2 separate regions of the Mus musculus genome follow, and region 2 is linked to region 1. The links are chromatin contacts, called in public HiChIP or PLAC-seq maps. All regions are on one chromosome and are shown on one strand. The core of a region is the stretch at or near the end of the contact, and the rest is flanking DNA. Distances in the headings are between cores, read along the strand shown.

The links. HiChIP or PLAC-seq counts read pairs in DNA pulled down with a chosen protein or histone mark.
Region 2: an H3K27ac HiChIP or PLAC-seq map of T-cell acute lymphoblastic leukemia shows a contact between it and region 1, with 2.8 times the contacts expected there. The contact joins two enhancer-like sites. A contact is called at or near these places in 4 of 39 promoter capture datasets (the 3T3-L1 cell line, frontonasal cranial neural crest and second pharyngeal arch cranial neural crest), 5 of 484 Hi-C or Micro-C datasets (cerebellum, cortical neurons, muscle stem cells and 2 more), 5 of 115 datasets of contacts at active chromatin or transcription factors (T-cell acute lymphoblastic leukemia, double positive thymocytes, embryonic stem cells and 1 more) and 2 of 9 other capture datasets (adipose tissue and pancreatic islet).

The regions. Positions count from the first base shown.
Region 1 is chr15:37,779,690-37,785,628 of GRCm38.p6, forward strand. It overlaps a transcript of Ncald not described here. Among named protein-coding and RNA genes, the nearest start is that of Gm15942, 82 kb to the left of the region's middle. Within about 2 kb of position 3,787, at least 12 of the 459 cell types and tissues checked have an H3K27ac peak or open chromatin away from gene starts, as enhancers often do. A contact at or near this core is called in T-cell acute lymphoblastic leukemia and double positive thymocytes, where this site is marked.
Region 2 is chr15:37,882,882-37,888,820 of GRCm38.p6, forward strand. No RefSeq gene overlaps it. Among named protein-coding and RNA genes, the nearest start is that of Gm35019, 22 kb to the right of the region's middle. Within about 2 kb of position 2,445, at least 18 of the 459 cell types and tissues checked have an H3K27ac peak or open chromatin away from gene starts, as enhancers often do. A contact at or near this core is called in T-cell acute lymphoblastic leukemia and double positive thymocytes, where this site is marked.

The DNA of each region.
Region 1 (5,939 bases), core at 2,537-5,036:
ATAAACTCTACAGCAATGCCGCAGCCATCTGTCCTCCAGCACCAGAATAAAGTGAGGACCAAAGCCACCCGGCCCAGACACATTAAAGCCTCCCTCTGTGCTCACACTCACCCTAATGTACACAGCTAAGACCTCACGTGCAGTACTCACCCTGTCCCTAGTACTGAACAAGGTTCGTTCTCCTTTAAATGCATGCAGTGGTCAAGCAGATTTCCAAAAATATCTTTCATAACACTGTGGCTACACTATAGACATCCTATACATTGACTCATACAAAAGTCTTTACATGCAGATAATAACAGAGAGTACCCCAAATGTTAACTCTGGGTGCCTTCAAACATCAGATGCATGCATGATAGCCTCGCAGTCATGTTCCTTAAAGCGCAGATGTGAGACGGGGATTTCTCATTTCAATCCTGCTGAAAACAACACCCGCGAATACTGACCTTCAGAAGAACGTCTCCAGAACATGTGTTAGAACAGGAGCCTTTGGTAAGGAGGACAGCAAGCTCCAGAAGCGTCTCTTTACTCTAGGTACCTAGAATAATTTACGTACAATTATTTCCCAAAAGGTAGGATCACCTCTGGTCTTACAGAGAAGCAGCACGCAGCCTGTATGAGACATCCTGCCTGCAGCCTGTATGAGACATCCTGCCTGTGTCTGCACAGGGAAACCCAGTTCCCTCTCTCAGCCTTCCGGACAGCTCCGTGGGGCAGGGACTGTCATTATTACTACTGTAACAGCTGTCACCTGGCAATCAAGCTCCATGGGGTCCGCACGGCTACCACAAGCAGAACTAAGTGGGAGGTCTGGCTAGCCTGGCTCCAGAGGGGTTATGTTCACCCCACGGCAGACCTCAGAAAGCCTCCACATTTGCTATCTCTTATACAAAACAAACAAACAAAAAACCAACCACAAACAACAAAAAACAAAAAGACCTTTGTTTAAGATTGCTCTGACCAAGCTGTGAAAAGACACCAGGTGTCCACAAACTGAGAGACAGGCATCAATCCACAGGGAGCCACTCTGAATGCAAGAACTGGTTCACTCTGTCAAGTAAACTGAAGTGAGCCTCAGATTAGAATGGCAGGAAGGGAGCTATACATGGTCTTTGGATCATGAAAACTGAAAAAAATAAATAGAACAATTAAATGGTTTGGCACAGAAAAAAGAGAGGTATAGAAGGGCCTAAAAATAGTTCCCAACACATTTCCACTTTAATAATAGCAGACTAGCATACATTCTCTTGTAAATGCCACCCAGGCAACCAAAAATATGAAGGTATTTGGAAAAGTGTGTGTGTGTGTGTGTGTGTGTGTGTGTGTGTGTGTGTGTGTGTGTGTGAATTTGCCATCTCTTGAACAAAAATGATCACTACTATAAAATATATTAATTAGAACATCATATAAAGAGTAGGCATAGAGGGAACGTCACTAATAAATAATAAGTATACAGTTGTAAGGCAATAAAGGTGTCTCTATCTAGGAGGCAGAACACATTACTGCCTCAACTTCAGACCAACTTTGGACCAGTCTGTTAAGAAAGATGTTCTTTAAACTATTTGGGGGCCAGCAAGATGGCTTAACTGATAAGGGCACTTGCTGCTAAGCCTCGAGGCCAGAGTTCAGTCCCGGAACTCACAGGGTAGAAGGAGGGCACTGATAGGTGTCTGCTGCCCCCGATGCCTGGTTTGTGGTATCCTGTGGGGCATACATTCACATAGTCACACACTAAATAAATAAATGTTTACAAAATCTCTAAAGACAGAGACCATGGGTTTGAAGATGAGCAGGGGGTAACTTAGGAGACTTTGGGCAGAAGGAAGAAAAAGAGGACATGATGTAATTATGTTATAATCTCAAAAACATTTTAAAAGCTTAAAATGTTTTAATTAAATGAAAAACACCTGGGCTGGCAATGTGACTTAGAGGGTTGAAGTAGTTGCAGTCTAAGCCTGATAGACCCAGTTCAAGTCCTCAGAATGACATAAAAAGGGAGGAAAAAGCCAACGCACAAAGCTCTCCTCTGACCTCCTCAGCTGTGTCCTGGCACCCAAGCATACCTTCCCACATACACAAACACACACACATACACCAATATAATAAATACAATACTTTTAAAAAATTAACTTTTTTCTGTTTTTCAAAGTTCAGGTTTTCATTTCATAAACCAAAGTGTGGTAGGTTGGCAAAATATAAAAACATTTTTAGAGCCGGGCGTGGTGGCGCACGCCTTTAATCCCAGCACTCAGGAGGCAGAGGCAGGCGGATTTCTGAGTTTGAGGCCAGCCTGGTTTACAAAGTGAGTTCCAGGACAGCCAGAGCTACACAGAGAAAACCTGTCTCAAAAAACCACACAAAAACAAAAACAAAACATTTTTAGAAAATTCTCTTCTGTCCTGGTTAACTAGGGTGGCTCTGCACAGCCGCCATCTGCCTTGAACGGTCACTCTGCACTCCTTTTCCCTCACAAGCGGGTTCTGCTGTAAATGCTAGATCACGTGATCACCTTATCCCCATCCCCCCCTCCCCCACCCCCCACCCCGCCCCTGAAGCCCTTCTTGACCATTTATAACCTGTTAGCAAGGAGTTGCAAAGTTAGATGAGCAAAGCAGCCACTGGGGACACAGGGCCCAGCCCCTCATTCTGTCTGCCCTCCCCCCACCAAGAAGGGAGCAGCTTCCTATGGCCGCTGCGCTCCCCCAGGCTAAGCAATGAAAATAAACTGAAATTTCCAAAACTACCAGTCCCAAGAAACTAACTTTCTTTTTAAACGGATTGTTGTAGCTATTTTATTACAGTAACTAAAGCTAACTAATACAGACTGCCTGTCCGGTCCTGCCCCTGAAGCTGGTCCGGAAAACTCATCAAAATTATTGGCTTGGCTTTCTGCTCTGCATTAGCACAAGGTGTGGTCAACTCCTAGTCCGGAGCTGCTGAGTCCATTAGGATCTCGGCCAGACTTCAAGGATGTTCTTTGGTCCTGCTGAGAAATGGGGTTTAGGTAAACAGTGAAACCCAGGGTAAGGATCTAGGGTGGCTTTAGCATGCCTGCATCTGTAGTCCTAGAGGAAGTGGCTATAGGAACTCAGTACGCTGCTGTACCAAGAAGGCAGCTGGCAGAAGCTGGTGTGCCTTGGCATACAGACTGGCAACCTCCAACATGATGACCGGAGAAGGAACGAGAGAATTGTGCCCTGCCTCCCCTCACACATCTGTCATCTGCTGGACCCAGTGTTGATCAGAAGACAGACACTAGTACTGATACCACTGACCAAGGCTACGTCTAGGACACAGGGGGGGGGGGGGGGGAAGGGAGCCAGCCAAGATGATATGGAGGCAACAACTGGAGTTACCCAGCCCATACACTGCCCGGTCCCCTACCAAGAAGCTGTGCTCTAAACAGGCAAAGTAAGCTGCCCTGGTCATTCTCTGGGAAATAAGCTGTCAAAAGCAGGATGCATCAGTAGCATTTGTGTAGGGCCAGGCCAGCTTCATGGTGTACAGGACCCCATACTAAGAAGGGCACCGCTACAGCCTCACAACCTTCCATCCTTCCCATCACCAACTTGAACTTTTCTCTCTCTCTCTCTCTCTCTCTCTCTCTCTCTCTCTCTCTCTCTCTCTCTCTCTCACACACACACACACACACACACACACACTCTGTCACACACACACACACACAATGGCTCTTGTTTTTTTATTTCTTTCAAACCCTACAGTTTATGTAGCTGATTTCCTGCTGTAAGGCAAACCTTTTCCTTCAGCTGGTGAGCTGGTGAAACTTAATTCTCTAAGTAACTTTGATCAAAGCAATGAAGATTCAGCTGATGTGGCGGGATACAACAGAGCAGTAGCTCACCTTTTATTTTTTGTTTCTCTTTCTTTTCCTTACTCTAGTTCAAAGTCAAACAGCAAAGTGGTTGGAAAACCAAACTCAGGCCCTCCCCTTCCCCAGAGAAACAGAACTCAAATACAATTGCCTCTCAGTGACTGGGTTCAGGTTCTTCCTCTGGGTAGGTGTTCAGTGCGGGAAACCAAACTCAATAATTCATGCACTAGCATGGGTGTTCCTGCTACAGCCCCCTTGGTGGGCTCCTGTCATTAAATTAGTAAGGCAGATGACGGAGCTGCACTGAACCTTACCTTGTACCCTTGGTACATGTATCTAGGCACCTGGCCGAAGGGTGGGAGTGCTGACACATGGTAAGGCTGGCTGAGGACCCAGCTGCACCTGTATAGAACATTTCTGAACAATGTTCTCTAAAGGGAGAGAAACTTGAGTCTGGCCTGCTTCTGAGTTCTTTCCTTAAAATGTCTCCAACACCCTCAGCCTTCCCTCAGACTTTCTCAGGGCATTTCTGAAAGCACTTGGGCAAGCCCTCAGCAGGAAGTGTCTGCAGCCTCTCCCCTCCATTCCCTCCAAGGCCATCGAGCAAAGCCAAGTGCAGAAGACTCCCTGTGAAGGTCAGGTCGGGCTAATATTGTCAGCCCCCGAACCCCCACTCGGTTTTGAAACAATGATGTATTCTAGGTTCTGGAGGGAGATAAAATCTAAGTCTGACACAGAATAGAGAATCAAGAAAGGCATGTGCACCCCTAAGCCTGGTGGTAGAATGAATGGGCTCCCCAAACTATGCCCCAGAACCAGAGAAAATTAACTTTTCTTTAGAAAAAAAAAAAAGGGACGCTCTTTGCAGATGCAAGTAAGGATACTGAAAAAGACCAGTGTGGGTGCTGAAGGTGGGCCTGTACCCCACGGAAAGTGGGCCTGCACCCCACAGAAAGTATCCTCAGAATCAACCACAGAGGAGAGGAAGACAGACTTTGGAGGCCAAAACACCCACAGCCAGCAGAAACTAAAAGAGGCAAGCCACCAGGCATGGTGACACACACCCAGAGTCCCAGAGGCTCAGAAGGCTAAGGAACATCTGAGCCCACAAGTTCAAGAGCAGCCTTGGCAACATAGGACTGCCCCATCTCTAAATAAATAAGTTAATTAATTAATTAATTAATTAACTAACTAATTATAATTGAAAGAACTATTTCTCTTTGAGCATCTAGAAAAAGTGGGGCTCAGCAACACCTCTGCCTCTGGATATAGAGCCTGCACAGCTGTGAGCGAATCAATGTATGTCTACTGTGTCAAGGTGCCTAGTTTGTGACAGTCGATTCCATGGACACAGGAAGCAAGGCCTGAACCCTGTGTGTCACTCATGACATCAACTTTTCAGGCAGCAGGGAGGGAAGCTCTGAGTCTTCTAAAAGCAGCCTTTTCCACATGCACAGAGGACTTCAGTCCAGTCCCAGAACGAGACCAACCTCTTTCCCCACTTCAGATGGCATGCACTTGGTGGCACTAATATCTGGTTCTCATGGAGCTTTCTTGGGCTACAAACCCCTCAAGCCATGCCTGAGTACTCAAGGGACCAGGTCCACCAGAACAACACTAGACATCAGATCACCTGGGCCTAGGGATGGTCTGCTACTGTAGAGCCAGTTAGAAGAACAAGAAATGTCCCTACTATTTCCACTGTCTGCCCAGACTCTCAGCCCAGTTCTACCGATTGTTCCCTGATCCCTGACCATTGGTGAGTCCCTCCATCTCTGGGTGCCCTGGTTCCCTTCACCCTTTACATGGGGTGGACCATGGGGCTCCAAAATGCCATGTTCTCTGCTCTGCCACCCTCCAGCCTTTCTTCTGTGTCCTTCAAGCAGTGCACTGGCTACAGCCCACTTAGCTTATGGTCAGGACAGTTTCGCCACTTGGGAGGTGCTAGGAGGTGAGAACAAGAGTGGCTAGGTACTTCCTGGACTACATAACTGCCTGCCAGGACAAAGCTGAAGAGCAGAGTTCTGTGGGCAGCACTCTGCAGCCAACCTGACTCCCAAAGTACTTCGAGAAACTGTTTTCACACTCCCCAGGCATAACACCACAA
Region 2 (5,939 bases), core at 1,195-3,694, 100 kb after region 1:
AGCTAGTTACATCCACAGTCAAGAGTAGAGAGGATATGAATTCATGCATGCCTGTGCTCATCCACCTTTCTCCACTCATAAAATTCAGGATGCCCTGCCCAGGAAACAGTAGTACCCACATTGGACAAGTCTTCTCATCTCAATTAATGTAATGAAGACATGCTCCACACACACTTCCAAAGGCCTCTTATATATACTCCCAGATATAGACAATATCTCACTGAGACCTCTTCCCAGATTATATCAGTATTTTTTATGTAAAATGATCGCAAGAGTCTTTGAAGTCAAACATACCTGAGTCTGCCATTCACCAGCCTTGTGACTACGAACAACCTAATCTCTCTGAGTGATCTCCAATTCCGTCCTCTGTAAAATGGGATTAATAACAGCCCTTATTTGTGTGGTTGTATCAAATATATAATGAGGTCATACAACCTGGGAATTGTATCATCAAATGTCAGCATCAGCACTTCCACCTCTGTAGCCTCCCCTCCCCAGCCTGAAACCTGCTTGCTCACTGGTGGAGCTTGCCGCTCAATCACTCAATCGTTCTGCCATGCCCACTGCTGGAACCTGCCGCTTTGCTGTTCCGGAGTCATACACGTGGTCACCCTGCTACTGGACTCCAGGATTATTTGGCGGGAATCGGGCCCCTCCCCCTCCTTCATAACTGAGTGTCGGAAATAAAAAATTGAGCTTTGATCAGAATGACTGTCTTAGCTACATCTTCCTCTCGTGCCACCTAGCCCCTCTTCTCTTCCAGGTTTCCAAGATGCCTTTCCAGACTAGAACCCAGACGTGTGATCCGCTGGCCGGACACAACATACCTCTACCCCCTCCCCCTATCATGTGGAGCCACGGCATAGGGAGAACTGAGGAGGTATACGTGTGGTTCGATCATGAAGCAATCCACAGGCTGAGAGAGGATGGTAATCTTTACAAATACTCCCAGAGTGCCTCTATGTCCTAGATTTCTGATTTCAAACAATATGATCAGTATCATTAACCAACTGACTAGAGATTTAGTGCTTTATTTAAAAGAGTTTAGAAAAAAAAATCTGGGTATTACAATCCTAATTGTTTTTCAATTAAATTCAATAGGCACCATAGAGTCACACACAAAGCAGTAAGTGTCTTCATAATCAAACTGTTTGCATTCTCACTGAGAAGTGTCTGGAATCTGTGGTCTCATTAACTGGAAGCATTCTTTGTCCTCATTTAGGCAGATAAGGCATCTGCTCCCTAATAACGATGCCACAGGGAAACTGCCTCCAAAATCATTTTGTATTTCCTTCTTGGATAAATTTGCCAAACTTTGTAACTTTGTAGGGTTCTCTCAAGAGAAAAGATAAATTTACATCCATCCAAAAATGTTGCTTCTAAATCAAATTGCTCCCAAAGTGTTTCATTTGCATACTCAGATGATGAAGCACAAAGTATAGTTCTGTTGTTTTTTGGTTTTTGGTTGTTGGTCTTTGGTTTTTGGTTTTTGGTTTTTGAGGGACTGGTGGTCAGAAATGTGTAGTGGCAGGGACTTAATCATAGTGATCCGGAGTTTACTAGCCCAACAAAATAGAAAATATGGGTTGGTGTCCTTCCTAACTTTTATGTTAACCTGACACAAACTAGTTATCTGGGAGGAGGAAGTCAACTGAGAAAATGCCTCCATCAGACCAGGATGTAGGCAAGCCAACAGGGCATTTTCTTAATTAGTGACTCATGGGGAGAGCTCAGCCCATGGAGGGTAGGGCCATCCCAGCACTGGTGTTCCTGAGTCTATAAGAAAGCAGGCTGAGCAAGCCAGGGGAAGCAAGCCAGTAAGCAGCATCAGCTCCTGCCTTCAAATTCCCGCCCTGTTTGAGTTCCTGTTCTGACTTCCATTAGTGATGAACAGTGATGTGCAGGAATAAGCTAAATAAGCCCTTTCTTTCCCTTTTTCTTTAGGTCATGGTGTTTCATCACAGCAATAGAAATCTCAGCTAAGACAACTAGTAAATGACATCACATGACTAATTAGAACTCATAGGTACATTTCCTGAAAGAGGAATGAGTTTTTCCTGGTTATTTTGACTCAGTTGCTATAAGACTGAAGTATTATAGTTTGAATATGAAATGTCCCCAGTAACAACGTTCAGAGGTGGGGCCATTAAGAAGTGATTGGACCATGGGGTTCTAACTTAGCCAGTGGGATAATGAGGCTCAAGTTAAGTATGTGCCTTCAAACAGACACCTGCTACTTGCTATGTGACTCTGGACAACTTTTTCAACATCCCTGAACCTCAGGGATGGATCTTCATTTATACTCAGTAGAATACTAATGCCTGACTTACAAGGCTGCTGTAAGACTTTGTAGAGCAGAGTTCATAGTTCCACAGACTGTTGAAGAAAAGCCTTCCTTAACAGCTGGAGGAAGTGGTCACTGGGGATGTACCGTTGAAGGCTGAGGTTTGATCTTGGCTGCCAATGAGGCTTTGTTCCACCACAAACTCCTTCTCACGCTGCTCTGCCTTAACATAAGCCCACAGCAGCCAGCCATGCAACCATTGACCAAACCTTTCCAAAGCCATGAGCAGAGTTCAATCTTCCCTCCTTTAAGTTGACTTTGCCTGGGAATTTTGTCACATTGATGGACAAGTGATTAACGCAACGGTCCACAAGTGTCAGGGCACACTATAGGCTTCATTCCATCCAAACGCCAGGTCATATCAGTTCTCTGTTTGGCCATTTTGCTTAGAGTTTAATCTGAACTACATTTCTTTACTTAAAAAGACAAAAATAAATGGATATGCTTCCTTTATTAACTCTTCCTTCTTGCCCCCACACCCAGGGGAGGCTATTGTAGATGGACATGTTATGAAAAAAATAACAGCCCTCAGACTCTTTAGAGATCTGCTGCACATGGCATTTAAGATGTTCAAGTTTTCCATAATAGACAGGCCCCTTCCTAATGGGAATCCCATGGTCTCTAAGGAAGACATATTGGGCGCAATGACTCTACCTGGATTATGGTAACACTAACCATTGGCTCACACTTCACCTGCCACCAGGACTCTGCCCAAACTGTGGATATTTTTGGGTTGATTGCCCTACTCTACCTGGTCAATGTCAAGTCAATTTCTCCAAGTTCCTCTATAGGAAAAATCTCTCTATAGGAAAAAGACCTGGGTCTGACAGCCATAGGCCAATGCTGTTCTGTAGTCACCTGAAGATTAAATGCTGTCCTGTATGACAGCTGAAGACCTACAACCACTGCCCCCAGAAAAACTGTGGAAATCACCAGAGCCTACGGTAACCTAGGTAATGGGTCTCAGTTGTTTTAATTGATTCATAGGCCAGTTAGATTATACTTCCAGCTATAGTTTATCTTTCTCAGATCTCTGATGGTTTGAGATCTGTAGCTTTAACAGCAGCAAGCATACTAGCCACTTCCCCAAGGCACGAACTGCCTGCTCAGTTTCCTTCATACATAATAACCAGGTCTTCTTTACCCTGAGACTCAGCTGAGAAAGACAGTTTACCTTGCGACCAGACTCCAAATAGAGATAAATTCACAAAACACATTTTAAAGTAAGTTTTTAAAAAATACTACACACACACACATACACACACACACACACACACACACACACACACACACACGATACACTGTAGCTGTCTTCAGACACACTAGAAGAGGGTCCATTACAGATGTTTGTGGGCCACCATATGGTTGCTGGGAATTGAACTCAGGATCTCTGGAAAAACAGTCAGTGCTCTTAACTGCTGAGTTATCTGGACAGCCCCTCAAAGTAGCTTTTTAATGTTCCTTTAAATTAATTTGCTTTATAATGACTGTTGTCAGTAATGTCCGAACTGTGTCTCATGGCAAATAATTAGATTTTTAAAAACTTAAAAGTTTATATAAGTTCTGGGGGTCTTAAAATATTCTAAGGTATATAAATACAAGTTGTAAAGGTCTAATGAAGTGTTTTAAGCTATATTTTTTAAAAAATGTTCCAGATTTTCCCCCTCTCTGTGCTACTGCTATATTAAGAATTCATAAGTTCAAAGTTTTAACATTAATCAACAGAGTTCTAATGCACTATTAATCTAGTTCTGGTAAACTACTGTTAATGTTATAATCACAACTTCAATATTTTAATTATCCATTGGTTGTTTTTAAATATAAACTTGAAAACTGCTTCTCATTGTGCTAAAATAAATCTCTGTCTAACCTATACATTCAGCATTCTGGAAAGTGTGTTAATGCCTTTAACCCAAAATCATTTTGGGGTGTGCAAAGCTTTACTATATGTAGCCTCTCCCAGCCTTGAGCAGGGTGGTTCAGATCTATTTTGCCACTGTGAATGAGACCACCTGGGGTGGAATCTTCCCTTCTATTGCTCTGTCACCTGCGAACCACTACCCGCTGAGCGGCCGAACCTGTCTTCCTGAGATATTTCTGAGATAGCTGACAACCTGTGGAATTGGCGACCTAGTGTTAACAACTTGGCAACAAAGCATCAAGAAGCCTGGTGTGGCAGGGGATGAGCCTCCCCTCTTTATAAGCACAGACTCTTAGTAAACATTGGGCCTTGACCAGAAATCTGTCTTGGTTTCATTTCTTCTCTCGCCATTTCCTCCCTTATAGCTCCAGCCTCCCACTCAGTTCGTGTGGCCACAGGCAGCTACAGATGGCGTCTGAACAGGAACCTGAGTATGGGAGGACAAACTGAGAGAACACTGTCTCGGTAGAGCTCTACAGGAAGATTAAGAAGAAGATGTATCCAGCACACTGAGCAACACTTTGTGTTCATGTATTCACACTAGCCCTGGCTTTAAACTTCATCCTTTCAAAATTGTTGCTGTAGGTGCAAAAGGATACAAGCTAGATTGAGTCAGCATTGGCCCAGCGCTGATATCAGCTAGGGGTTGACAGTGGAAAATGGGAGTAAAAAAGAAAACAGGCATTTGTCCGCAGTTAAGAACTGCATCAGGTGAGAGGAGTAGGGCTTAAAATAATAAAATAAAATAAAATAAAATAAAATAAAATAAAATAAAATAAGTAAAATTCAAAAAATAGGGAGATACACAAATGACATGAGAGAGAGAGAGAGAGAGAGAGAGAGAGAGAGAGAGAGAAGAAAAATGGATTTCAGAACTCTTCCAGGGACAGAGAGAAATCCAGAGACATCCGGCCTTCTCTCTGGCCCCTACAGAAGACACTCTGAGTTCTGGTTACATCAAGTTCTCTACCTTCTCTGTATTGTCTGTGTTTGGTGCACCAATATGTCCAGGTGTCCATTCATGTCTATCTTTGTTTCGTTGTCTGAATGACTGTTGTTCTATGTTTCATGTTGAAAAGAAAAATAATGTTTAAAACTTTATCTGTTGGCTACCCATCTCTAGATTCAGTCTCAGTTTACACAGCAGGGGCTGATTTAAGTTGCCCCACACCTTAGCCAGGAGTGACGCACAGCAGTGTAGCTCCTACTGAAAAACTGTTTTCGAAGAAAAAAAAAGTCAGAAAGCTGTCTGAAATGGTCAGATTTGGACACAGGAAAGCCAATTGCCAAGCTCTGCCAAGGCACAGTAAGCAGTCCTTCATATTCCTGCTTCACAAATATATCTGTCATATGTAGGCCAGGATGCTGAGGATGGATGCTCCAGTGTTATAGAGAAATTTTGGGTAGCTGTCCAGGCAGCCAGCAGTCTGTTTTGGAAGCTATTAGTCTTACATTATGTAAGAAAGATTTTTATTGTCTCTGCTTCAATACAAAAAAGCTAAGAGTTTGAATCTTTCAGTGTGGAAAGTATTTTATTAGCTAATGCCTCTAAAGGGAAGTTTACTTCAAATCTTTGCTCTCACACAGTGAGCTTTAAAGTTCTTGGGAGTAGCTATTGCTCCAGAAAAGATTCAGAGGCAATATCTTTTTAATATTTAGGGTTTTAGTTATACT